4 separate regions of the Mus musculus genome follow, and all the other regions are linked to region 1. Evidence: chromatin contacts called from public HiChIP or PLAC-seq and promoter capture Hi-C data. All regions are on one chromosome and are shown on one strand. Each heading gives the region's core, a stretch centred on a gene start, on an enhancer-like site or on the middle of the called end of the contact. The rest is flanking DNA. Distances are from core to core; before and after follow the strand shown. Region 1 holds the start of Pja2 (praja ring finger ubiquitin ligase 2). Region 2 has its middle 180 kb from the start of Fbxl17. Region 3 has its middle 34 kb from the start of Fbxl17. Region 4 has its middle 150 kb from the start of Fer.

The links. Promoter capture Hi-C pulls out the DNA fragments that hold promoters and counts their contacts. HiChIP or PLAC-seq counts read pairs in DNA pulled down with a chosen protein or histone mark.
Region 2: an H3K27ac HiChIP or PLAC-seq map of vascular smooth muscle cells shows a contact between it and region 1, with 4 times the contacts expected there. The contact joins the enhancer-like site here to the promoter of Pja2 in region 1. A contact is called at or near these places in 2 of 39 promoter capture datasets (both in the 3T3-L1 cell line), 1 of 15 datasets of contacts at CTCF or cohesin (the NIH/3T3 cell line), 1 of 484 Hi-C or Micro-C datasets (muscle stem cells) and 3 of 115 datasets of contacts at active chromatin or transcription factors (embryonic stem cells, fibro-adipogenic progenitors and vascular smooth muscle cells).
Region 3: a promoter capture Hi-C map of embryonic stem cells shows a contact between it and region 1, with 4 times the contacts expected there. The contact joins the enhancer-like site here to the promoter of Pja2 in region 1. A contact is called at or near these places in 2 of 39 promoter capture datasets (embryonic stem cells and hippocampal neurons), 4 of 115 datasets of contacts at active chromatin or transcription factors (the NIH/3T3 cell line, embryonic stem cells, forebrain and 1 more) and 1 of 9 other capture datasets (embryonic stem cells).
Region 4: a contact with region 1 is called in a promoter capture Hi-C map of the 3T3-L1 cell line, with 3 times the contacts expected there. The contact joins the enhancer-like site here to the promoter of Pja2 in region 1. A contact is called at or near these places in 2 of 39 promoter capture datasets (both in the 3T3-L1 cell line) and 3 of 115 datasets of contacts at active chromatin or transcription factors (craniofacial prominence, embryonic stem cells and forebrain).

Annotation. Positions count from the first base shown.
Region 1 is chr17:64,330,494-64,333,193 of GRCm38.p6, forward strand. Pja2 (praja ring finger ubiquitin ligase 2) reads right to left here and starts at 1,390. Exons shown (of 10, transcript NM_001025309.1): 1 at 1,303-1,390.
Region 2 is chr17:63,677,007-63,679,706 of GRCm38.p6, forward strand. No RefSeq gene overlaps it. Among named protein-coding and RNA genes, the nearest start is that of Fbxl17, 180 kb to the left of the region's middle. Within about 2 kb of position 1,430, at least 51 of the 459 cell types and tissues checked have an H3K27ac peak or open chromatin away from gene starts, as enhancers often do. A contact at or near this core is called in the NIH/3T3 cell line, muscle stem cells and vascular smooth muscle cells, where this site is marked.
Region 3 is chr17:63,533,282-63,535,981 of GRCm38.p6, forward strand. No RefSeq gene overlaps it. Among named protein-coding and RNA genes, the nearest start is that of Fbxl17, 34 kb to the left of the region's middle. Within about 2 kb of position 1,435, at least 8 of the 459 cell types and tissues checked have an H3K27ac peak or open chromatin away from gene starts, as enhancers often do. A contact at or near this core is called in embryonic stem cells, where this site is marked.
Region 4 is chr17:63,711,668-63,714,367 of GRCm38.p6, forward strand. No RefSeq gene overlaps it. Among named protein-coding and RNA genes, the nearest start is that of Fer, 150 kb to the right of the region's middle. Within about 2 kb of position 1,399, at least 45 of the 459 cell types and tissues checked have an H3K27ac peak or open chromatin away from gene starts, as enhancers often do.

The DNA of each region.
Region 1 (2,700 bases), core at 140-2,639:
AACTTTCAACTGCAAGCACTGAAACGGCTTTCAGTAGGAATACTTAATTAAAGTCCATCAAATTAAAGAAATAGGATGTACCCTTAGATAGAAAAAGTATTAGGGAGGCCTACATAAAACGGGAGTCTATGTCCAAGATATATAATTAGAAGAAGCAAGCTTTACACAAATGTGCTCAGCATAGCCCTCACCCCCATCCCTGAAGGAGACAACTCTGCATGTGTGTGTATCTTTCAAGATGCGTTTGTGAAAGCACTTGGAAAGATGACCACCAAACCGAAATACTGGTGGGGCACTGAAGGATGAAAATAGTCACATATTAGTATTTATTTAATACTTCTCTCTTTATACTGCTGAATTTTACACGGAGGGTGCATGTCTGTAATAGAAGAATAAAATTATTTCATATAAAAAGACATGAAATCCAGAAGACAATCACAAACATGTTACGTTTATTTCTGTTATTTTTTTACGTTCCTGTATACACTCATCAAATGACCTGTTAAGTCTTCAGCAATGACTGCCATCTTAAAAGAAATAATAGCAAATATTTCGTGATAAAAATAGAGTAAGGCCTCTTTAAAAAAAAAAAAAAGAATCGTATACTTGACAGAATGAGGATCGTCAAAGCAGTTGTCTATGTAGACATACAATTTTTTTTTTTGTTTTATTTTATTCAACTTGGTCTGGGCAGCTTTCAACTCACCATTTTTAATGTGCGCAAAAAATGATAAACCTGGAGGCATCTTGGGGTGGGGGTGGAGGTGCGGGTGGGGGCGGGGAGGGGAGCCCTGAAGGTGCCTCTGACAGGCGTGCTGGGGCCTAACGCTGACCAAGAAGACGGTAGGCCACTGGCACTGCCTGACAGGGTGCCTGGGCCTCGGTGACAATCGGGGAGGACGCAAATCCGGGAGGCAGGGATGGAAGGCGTGCCGTGCCGGGCCGGGCAGGGGCCCCGCAGGCCTAGTGCGCCACGGTCCTCCGCGGCGGGCCTGAGGGTGGGCGGCACTGGCGGGCCGCGAGGGGCAAGGCGCCGGGTCCTTGACCAGGGCACCAAGGACAGCAGACAGCCGGCGGGAGCGAGCGGGCGGCGGGCGCGGCGGCTCGGGCTAGAGCGCGGCCCCGGGCGGGATGGCCGGAGGCCTCTCAGTCGCCAACCCCACCCACCATGGCCGGCCACGGCTCGGTCCGTTCCTCGGAGACCCCCGAAGCCGAGGCGCCTGGGCAGCGGCTCCCTCACCCAGATCCGCTCTGACAGAATCAGCCAGAATGGAGAGAGAAAAAAATAAAAATTGCCCTCACCGAGATGTGCAGCGGCTCCAGAGCGAGAACAGCGCTCGATCCTCCACCCGCCACCACCGCCTTCTTCTCCGCCTCCGACTCCTCCCCCGCCGAACGCGCAGCGGCTGCAGCGGCGGCGGCGGCGGCGGCGGCGGAAGCAGAGGTGGTGACGGCGGCGGCGGCGGCGGCGCGTCCCGCCCCTTGCGCTGCGAAGGAGGCGGAGGAAGGGAGCGCTTTAGCCCCGCCCCCTGAGGGCGCAGCCAATAGACTTCACGGCCCTCTGCAGGGGGAAAAGCACGCATCCAATCGCAGTCCTAGAAGTAGGCCTACGTCATGGTTGGACGTGGCAGAAAAAGGGAAAATAACTGGGGCTGTCTCTCTGCCTGGCGCCTGCAAGCTCTCTCCCAGGCCCTTCGCGGATTGGCCGAGGAGAGTGGAGACGCGCTTGGCTCCGCCCCCTCTCTGGCCCTGCGCCCGCCCCTGCAGCACTGCGACGTTTGGGCGGGGGCGGGGCGCCGAGGCCCGATCCACTGTCAGGCCTTTTGTGGTTTGGCTGGGAGAAAAGGGCGGGGTCTCCCGAAGGGAAGGGGGTGTGGAGAGCTGAGCGCAGGACTGGCGCAGTTACACTTCTCCCTCCATTCCCGCATGCCCCCCAGCAAAATGGAGGTGCAGAATTCGGTTCCCAAGGCTGTGAGAAGTTACCCAGTATTTGCAATTTGAAGTACAAGAAAAGAAAATCCGAAACCAGTTGCAATTCTGATAGCAGCGAGGGAAAGAAACGTACGAAGAGCTTGTTTGCTGTGGTTCTCTGTGGTGCGTGGTACCCGCCCACCACTGGTCAGACCCTCGCCCTGCTCTCTGATTCTGTTTGTATAAAGCAGCTATAGGTGAGATGTAGATTTGGCCTGACCAGAGTTTAGCAGCTGACAGCTAAGTTATATCGGGTGTCAGGCTCGGAGTTATCAGCTCTCGTCTCATGCAACCAAAATAAATACAACAGCTGGAGTCCCTGGACACCTTGCTTAATTTAAACCCAGTCACAGTTTAAGTTCGTTATGTCAGTGATGCACATGTCCCCTTTTCTCATCCTGAAGCCTGCCTGCTTCTCTGATTACAGCCTAGCTCTCTTCTCTTAACTCCCCGCCCCCACCCCCAGCTTCATCACCCAGAGCTCAAAAGCCCAGGATATATTTATCACGTGGCCTCCCTACCCACACAGATTAAGAGCCCCACTTCTTGTGATGTCCTTTAGCTGTAAAATCTGCCAGTGAACTGAAACTACTTTTTCTACCATCGATGTAAAGAAATGATTCGACATTTCCCATAAAAACACGAGAAATTGCTAGACATTTTGTGAAACCAAGTTTAATTCCCAGAATACCCCAGTAGCATATATTTTACCCGCCCCCCAAATTACTC
Region 2 (2,700 bases), core at 180-2,679, 650 kb before region 1:
TACCGCACTTCCCTACTGCAGGGATGGTTGCCCCTGATTTACAGTCTCTGAGGGCCGCTCCAGCTTGCTTTCATCATGGTTGCCCCAAATCACAGCTTCAAAAGCTGGTCAAAGAAGCGTCTAGAGAATCGTCTTCTGGGTAGACTGTTACAACTCTTCAGATCCTACTCTGCTTTGCTGTGGAGTGGAAGTGGAGCGCAGGCACCAGAATAAAAGCTACTTTGGGGCCTGCAAGGTGGCTCCGTGGGTAAAAGCACTCACTGCCAAGGCAGCTGGCCAGAGTTCAATTCCCAGGATCCACGCTATGGAAGGAGAAAAGTGGACTGCCATAAACTGTCCTCTGAACTCCCACACACTCGCCCGCATCCAACACATGCACACAAATAATAAACAAACAAATAAATAAACAAATAAATAAATAAACTTAATGTTAAATTAAAAAAAAAACCATTACCATTGTTAGGAGTTGATTGACACCTTGAAAATTCAACAATGGAGAGTAATCAATGCTTTGCTTCTGATACTTAAATCCTGCTCCAAGCACTGCCTAGATTGTCTCACTAGACTCAGATCTGTGTACCCGTCTCATGTGTTCTAGCGCAACACTTGACTAGAGTATTGTCCAACCAAACAGTTGGCCTCAGTGTACTCCAGAAATATTTCCTGGGAAGTTTCATTCACTTTATTTTGTTCAGATCAAGGCCAAGCACGCTAACCCCTCTTAAACACTGGTGACTTGTCCTGCTGTGATTTTATGTCCCACCTTGATCATGCCATTTGGGGTCCCTCCCCTTCTCACAGGGATCTCTTAAGAGGACTTGGTGGACAGCACAAAAGATGACATTTACTCATTATAAATGTACATTGTAGTTCTTACTGCAGTCAAGTGCCTGTGACAATAATGCCTTAAACTGATTCATGATACATGCCACTAACATGTTCTTCATATTTGTATTACGTATGAAAACATCAAACACTATCTGGGAGATTTTGTTTCTATTCCCTCTTTTTTATTTTTATTTTTCAGTTGTCTGGTGAAGCATGTTCCCCATCCTGCTGTGATATTCTCCCCTGTCCACCCAAGATCCTCTGTTTATTTGTCCTCTCAATCCTTAGGAATTTGGAGACAGGAAGCTTGCTACAGGAGATAGAAGCCACGGGGTATCTACAGTGGTTATTTTTCTTCTTATGAGTGGAATGAAGTTGGGTCTTATCTCTCTGAAGGAACTCATAAATCTCTGGATACAATGAGCTCTAGTCTGGGAAATAAACCAAAAATTTTAATTTGGACTTTTTAAATGCTGCACTTCAGTGGTCCAAAGAAAATAACGAGTCACATATTTTCAAATACTGTAATGTGATTTATATACACCATTGTAATCTGGACACAGACTCAAGACACATGCAATCCCTCTGCTCCCTGGAGGCCCTTAGTGATGACATCACTTGCTAAAAAGTTGACAGGGAGAATCTCGAAGAATGTAGTGGAAAACCCCCAGCTGCATCTGCAATTGGTTATGAAACTCACAAAGATCAGATGTTTGTTATACTAGGAAAGATGACTACATCTTTGTGGGATTTGAGAGACTCTCTTGCTGTTACCACAAAAGATGTTAGGTCCTGCTCTGTCTACTTAAAGGCCCAGACTTTGAAATTTAGTAACAAGGGTCTAAGCTTGGGGACTTACCACTACCTTTCTGGCAAGAGTAGGGGCTAAAGTATATAGTGATAAAGGGGAAAATCCTACCCCTTGCCGCTAACCAACTCCCTTCACTCTCACAGTGAAGAGATTAGTGAAACTGAAGAAGATCTGTTCAAAGCAGATTTCGGCAGGCAGGCCATCTATGGAGACCATACAGCATAGAGAGAAGATCCCTATGTGCTGTTGTTCCCTGTGTTGGGTCTAGAGCCTTGACCACTATGTGCATTGAGAACCTGGGAAAGTTTCAAGAGGTGCCAGGGGTGCCAGAGAGAATGGCCTCGTCCCTCACTGGATGTTTTGTTCTGGAGAGCTGGCTCCATCTCTCATTGCTGGCGGCTCTCGGGAGAATGGGCCCTGAGCCTCGCCAGTCAGCACAGTAGAGCTGGCCCTGGTGGAGGGATTGCAGGTGAACCAGCCCCAAGGGTGAGGGCACTTGTCTGCGGTGAGATGGCATGGGTGCGTTGTGATGCTCTTTCCCCTCCCCCTCACCGTGACCTGTAGTAACTGGGAGGGCTGGCCCCGGGGTCACTAGAGAGGACGTCTATCCAGCGCTGCCCCATCACTGGCTGTGGGACTTGGGAGAGTGGGCCCTGCACAGATGACGGACAGGCCCAGCTGGATTAACCCTTGTACTTTGAGAAGGTTGAATGTTAGGCGTCCACCTGAAGATAAGGGCAGATTTTTGAGCAGGAGAAATGAGCTCTCCCTAATGGAACTGTTCAAGGTTACCTTAACAGTCCCCTTCTGAAAAGATAACTCTAGTACCATCTATGAAGTAGACTGAACTTGGGGAATAGATATATTTCTACTTGAAAATCCAGGGATTGATTCCTGAAGCTGTTCACCAGAAGGGACTAGTATGAAATTGGAGTTTCCATCAAACCTTCATGTATAGTCCCCAGGTAAGTATGCTAACTTTGAAGGATTTAAAAATATTTAAAAAGAACCAATCCCTCCACTCCCCAGACTAGTGCTTTTCTTGCCAACTGAGGCTATAG
Region 3 (2,700 bases), core at 185-2,684, 800 kb before region 1:
CTCATTTGGATGCTAATAATACCAGTAATTGTCTCAAATCAGCTCTTCTACATCTCTGTGGTAGGGAAATGATTCATTAACAACTCAGTGAGTGGGGTCTTAACAAGTAAATCCTTCCTGTTATACAAAGGAAAAGTCTGTTTAATCCCCAGTTCCCTGAGAGATCTCCTCCAGACCAGTCCTACAGATGCACGTAGTAATGGTAATGCTGATTACTAAGAATCAGCCCTTCAAACTTCTCCTTGTTTTTTTCATTTGACCCGTTTCTCCAGGCTAACTTTTAATTTAAGACAAATTTCTATTAGTTCCTGCCTTCCCTTACACAATTTCACAGGATCTGTTTAGGACAAGCTGTACCAACTTATTTCCTGTGTTTACATTTTCTTCTTTGAAAAACTCCAGCAAATTAAAAATGACTTCATTTTTCAAAGAATTATGGATATAACTGTTCTTCTATTTGACAGTATTATCACTGACAAACACTATTGGCTTAGTTGCATAGGAAAGCAAAAATTAATTTAAATCACCTTTGTTCTGGTCCATTTCACTGTCTGTGTAAATAGGCTTGCTACAGAGCAGGGCCTTGTAAGTAAGTGGTTTGGGCCAGGTGTCCCAGCTACTTGGGAGGTTGAGGCAAAAGTATCACAAGCTAAGACCTTGCTGTGCTACAGAGTGATTCCAAGGTCAACCGACTTAGAAAAACTCATTCTTAAAATATAAAAAGTTGCCCAGAGCTATAAGATCAGTGGTACAGTATTTCCTGTAGTTAGGAGGGGAAAAGGTCAAGCGAGAAGCTAGATATAGGGAAAATTAGGTAGCATGGTAAACTGGTATTACTTGAGTTCAACCAAAATATGTTTTAATTACTCTCAACACACACACACACACACACACACACACACACACACACACACACACACACACTCACACGTATGTGCATTATCACATTTTGTTTAACATTGACACCCAAAGTATCAGGGTCCCATCTTGGGGTCTCATTAGTAAAAGAACTTAACAGACTGAAAAAGAGAGGAGAGGGGAGGGCAGGAGAGGAGAGGAGAGGGGAGAATAAAGAAAGGAAAGAAAAGGGAAGGACAGGACATGACTGCCCCTAGGTATGGTGGAGGAGAAAGTTTATTGCAGATAAGAGGGAGAGCATAGCCAGAGGCAGACACACCTGGAAGAGTCCAGGTGTGACTATGACTCTGAGCCTTGTGAGCAGAGGAAGGGAGGGAAGAGAGATGGGAATCCAGTGCAGCAGCAGGAAGCCAAAGGTACAAATAGAACCGATAACCAAAATGTCTGGATTGTATAGGGAAGAGTCTCTGGGGAAAGTGTAGCCCTGTAGAGTTCCGGGTTAGGGCGCCAGGACGCCAGCCATAACCTGTAAGAAGGTAGGGACTGAGGGATGCTGGGAGAACCTGGGAGCCAGGTCCACTTTGATATGCTAAACAGATACCTAAGCCTTTGTCCTGTGTTTGAATGAACATCTAGAAGGTTAGCCATACGATGCAAAAGCAGTTGCGTGGCACGAACTGAAAGATAAGGAAGCCTAAAGTACCAGAGAAAGCACATTTAGCCTCTGGGCATCATCGGAAAGAAAAAGACAGAAGAGGAGCAAAGAGACACTACATCCTTCTCCCATCTGAGCGTTCAGGATCAAACAGGATCAGGCATGATCAGGGTGTTATGGCATAGATGCGTGAAATCTTTTTTAATGGTGAGCAGACCCAACAAAGCCTCATGGGAACTCACGTGGACTGCACCAGGGGGTGGGACTTACTGGACCAGTATCTCCTAAAAGAGCCTCCTCCTAGCGCTTTAGGATCACGTGATAGTTTGAATGCGAGTGGCTCCTTATGCTCACCTATTTGCAGGAACTGATTCGGAAGGATTAGGATGTGTCGCCTTGTTAGAGAAGGTGTGTCACTGGCGACAGGCTTTGAGGCTTCAAAAGACTCTTGCCCACCCCAGCGTGTCTCTTTCGCTTTATTTCTTACTTTTGGATGTAGCTATAACTTTTCACCTGTTTCCGCCACCATGTTCTTGCGTCATGGACTCTAACCCTCTGAAGCTGTGACCCTGAGTCCCACTGATCTTCAAAAGCTGTGGCTTTAATTTGTCTCTCACTGTGGCTGTAACCGATTACGTCCCCATTTTAGCTAACCACGCTTGGTTTCCTAAACTAATTTTGATTTTTTTTTTTCACAGTTCCCAACTGGGTAACTCAGTTCCCCATGCCCCTTAAATCTCTTCATTAACCGAGAAAGTAGTATGTACATGCAGAGGTTTTGTTCATGAAGCCTGTAGTGTTTTGGGTCTAAATCACTGTCTGATACATTTACTCATTAATCCATTTCAGAAGATACTTTGTTTATTTATTCAAAATATTCCACTCTGAATCGAATGCTTCTAACATATAGTGTATACTAAACTCTCAAAACGTCTTCTCAGTAGGTTTACACTCTAGAAATCAGAACATTATATTGGGAGATGGGTTGCAGAAGTAAAACTTGGCCAGAATAAAAGGTGCAATGAGTGAGCACATTACTCATACGTCGATATTGGAGGTAGCCAAATAAGACATGGAAACGGGAAGAGTTGCTACTTTCAGAGTCTGTTAATGTTTGTTATTCTTTGTTACTATTTCAGTGAAACCTCTGCACACAACGCCTACATAGGATCAAAGAAGACCACTGA
Region 4 (2,700 bases), core at 149-2,648, 620 kb before region 1:
GGATGATGTCTTCTAGTTTGATCTATTTGCCTGCAAGTTTCATGAAGTCATTTTTAATGGCCAAGTAATACTCTATTGTATAAATGTATCACATTTTCTTTATCCATTCTTCAGTCAAGGGACATCCAAGTTGTTTCCAGTTTCTGGCTATTATGAATAAAGCTGCTATGAACATAGTTGAGCAAGTAGCAGGGGCTGTCTCTGATTACACTGCCTGCCTTTGGATCCCTTTCTCCTAACTGGGCTGCCTTGTTTACTCTCAACAAAAGATGTGCCTAGTCTTATTGCAACTTGGTGTGCCAAGGCTGGTTGATATCCATGGGAGGGCTCCCCTGGAGAAGGGGAGGAGGCAGGAGAGAGGGACTGGGAGGAGGGGAGGGAAGGGAAGATGCAATTAGGATATAAGGAGCATAAATAATTAATAAGAACAAAAACCAAAAGCATGAATTTAGAGGCGAGGCCTGGGAAAGTATCCTGAGTTCACAGTGCCACCTGAGCGCTGCAGACCTGAGAGTGAACTCCCTGAGTTCAGGTTTCATATCACACGCTAGCACTTTTCCCTTAGGACCATGTCGGTTTTTGTTTGGATGCTAATCACACACTGTACCGTTGCACCATTTTGTGATTCATTTAATGAAGCTTGTTTCCCTGTTTTGTATCATCAGAAGAAAACATCTTAGAGAACGGCTTGATCCTCCACTGTGCACACACTGTGTTTTATTACTAAGTGATGGAGAAATAAAGAGCTGAAAATAACATAGTCCTGGAAAGATATAAGTCGTAAAATCAGAGATATGTGACTTTAAAGGGATCCAAAATACCTTTCAGATCTATGATGTAAATAAGGTCTATAGAAAAGAAAAAAATTGTAAAATTTAGGATAAGAAAATTTCAATTTGTAGTATAGAATGGATATATATTGTATACAGCAAAGTCTGGAAGGTCTTAAATGGTGTTAAAGAAACTTACCCAGTGGCCCTGGGTGGAAACTAGGGGTCCTGCTGAAAGCGAAGCCAGGAGCAAAGAAGTAAGCGAAGAACAAACCACATGCTTTTCTTTTACAAATTGTGAGTGGGGATACCATAATCTGCTTGTTCTTAGGTCAACAGATGAAAAGGATACAGTGCAGCTATTGAAAAAGCAAAGTTATAAATGTCTGGAGCAAGGCGGAGGTATGCCCACCGCATAACATTCATCTGCAGAGAGAGGGCACATCCTATCAGGGATACTCCCAAGAAGGGAGATGCTTTGCAATGAATGAGTACAGGAGAAAATGGATCTCTGTCTGGGACCTCCCAATCCTGTTTGCAACATTAATAAAAACCAGGCTTGTGTAAGAATCTATTTATAGTCATATTTAGGATGCTTGGGTGATTATGAGCAACGGGCCAGTGATTCATCGCAGCATGATTGACTCTAGGGCCGTGTGTCGTGGGCTGTGCAAGGGTCTGTGTTGGCTTGGGTCTAGTTTAATGTCTTTAACGATCTGGAAAGGGGAGTAAATAGAATTTATAGGCGTTACTCAATTTCCCTCTAAGTTCATGGCCCCAAGTTAAACCTTTCCTGGCATGATTTGGGTGGTGCTCAGTCTGGCCTAGAAAGGATGGATTAACAGTCTCCAGTCCTTCACCCTTGACTGCTTGCCTTGCATATTAGAATTAATATTCTTTACACTTGACCCACTTTGCAAGCCCCAAGTTCCTCTGAAACATTTTTCCTTTGCTTCCTTTTTTTTTCTTTTTTTCTTTTTGCTGTATTTCTACTGAAAGAGTATGTGAAATGGCTCTCCTTTGTCCTATATTTAGTTATTATACTTCTCTCAGGACCTGAATTCATATATATACATCTACATATATATATATATATACATACATATATATATATATATATACATCTACATATATATATGAATTATATGTGTGTGTGTATCACCAATCTTCTATTATATTTAATTTAAATTTGACTACCCATTTTTATGAGTTGGATAGTCTGTTTCTCTCTTGACGTGTGTGTGTTTGTGTGTGTGTGTGTATATGAATTCTCATATATATATATTTGAGAGGCCCTTTCACATCTGATTCTTTAAAATCCTGCCCCCAAAGCATGATGTAGCTTATGCTGTACCCCTTCTTCTCAAGATATCGTGCACTTTGTGATTGATCCACTTGGGAAACGTCGTTCTCTTCCTTGAGGCCCTGCTTCTTTCCCAGTGGTCTGCTTAAGAATAGCAATCCCCATTGAAATGCTTTAGTCATTTCTAGGTAACAAAAGGGCCTAGCCATGGAAGCTAGGTACGGGGAAATCGAAGTCACTCAGAGCTTCTGTTTAGCCAGGATTCCTACCACAATCAGCTTTGTTCACAGCAACTGAATCCAGAGGGTAACATGATGCGGGATCTTCAAAATTCCCTCTCTGTTGTCCTTGCTGAGGGCTGGTGGGAATCAGTGTAGGGATTGGAGTACAGAGTGAGCCGTGATTATATTTTTCCTCCTGTGACATTGAGCTGTCATTTGTAAAAGTCTTGATGTAGAACCTTTAAAAAAATAAAGTTAGGAATTAAAACAAAACGAGCTGAGCCTGAATATATATATATATATTCCCCTCCCAATCCCTTTAAAACACACACACACAACCATGTTTAATAAGTAAGAGTTTAGCATCACAAGAAAACAAGGTTTTAAAATATATTACTAAAAGTTA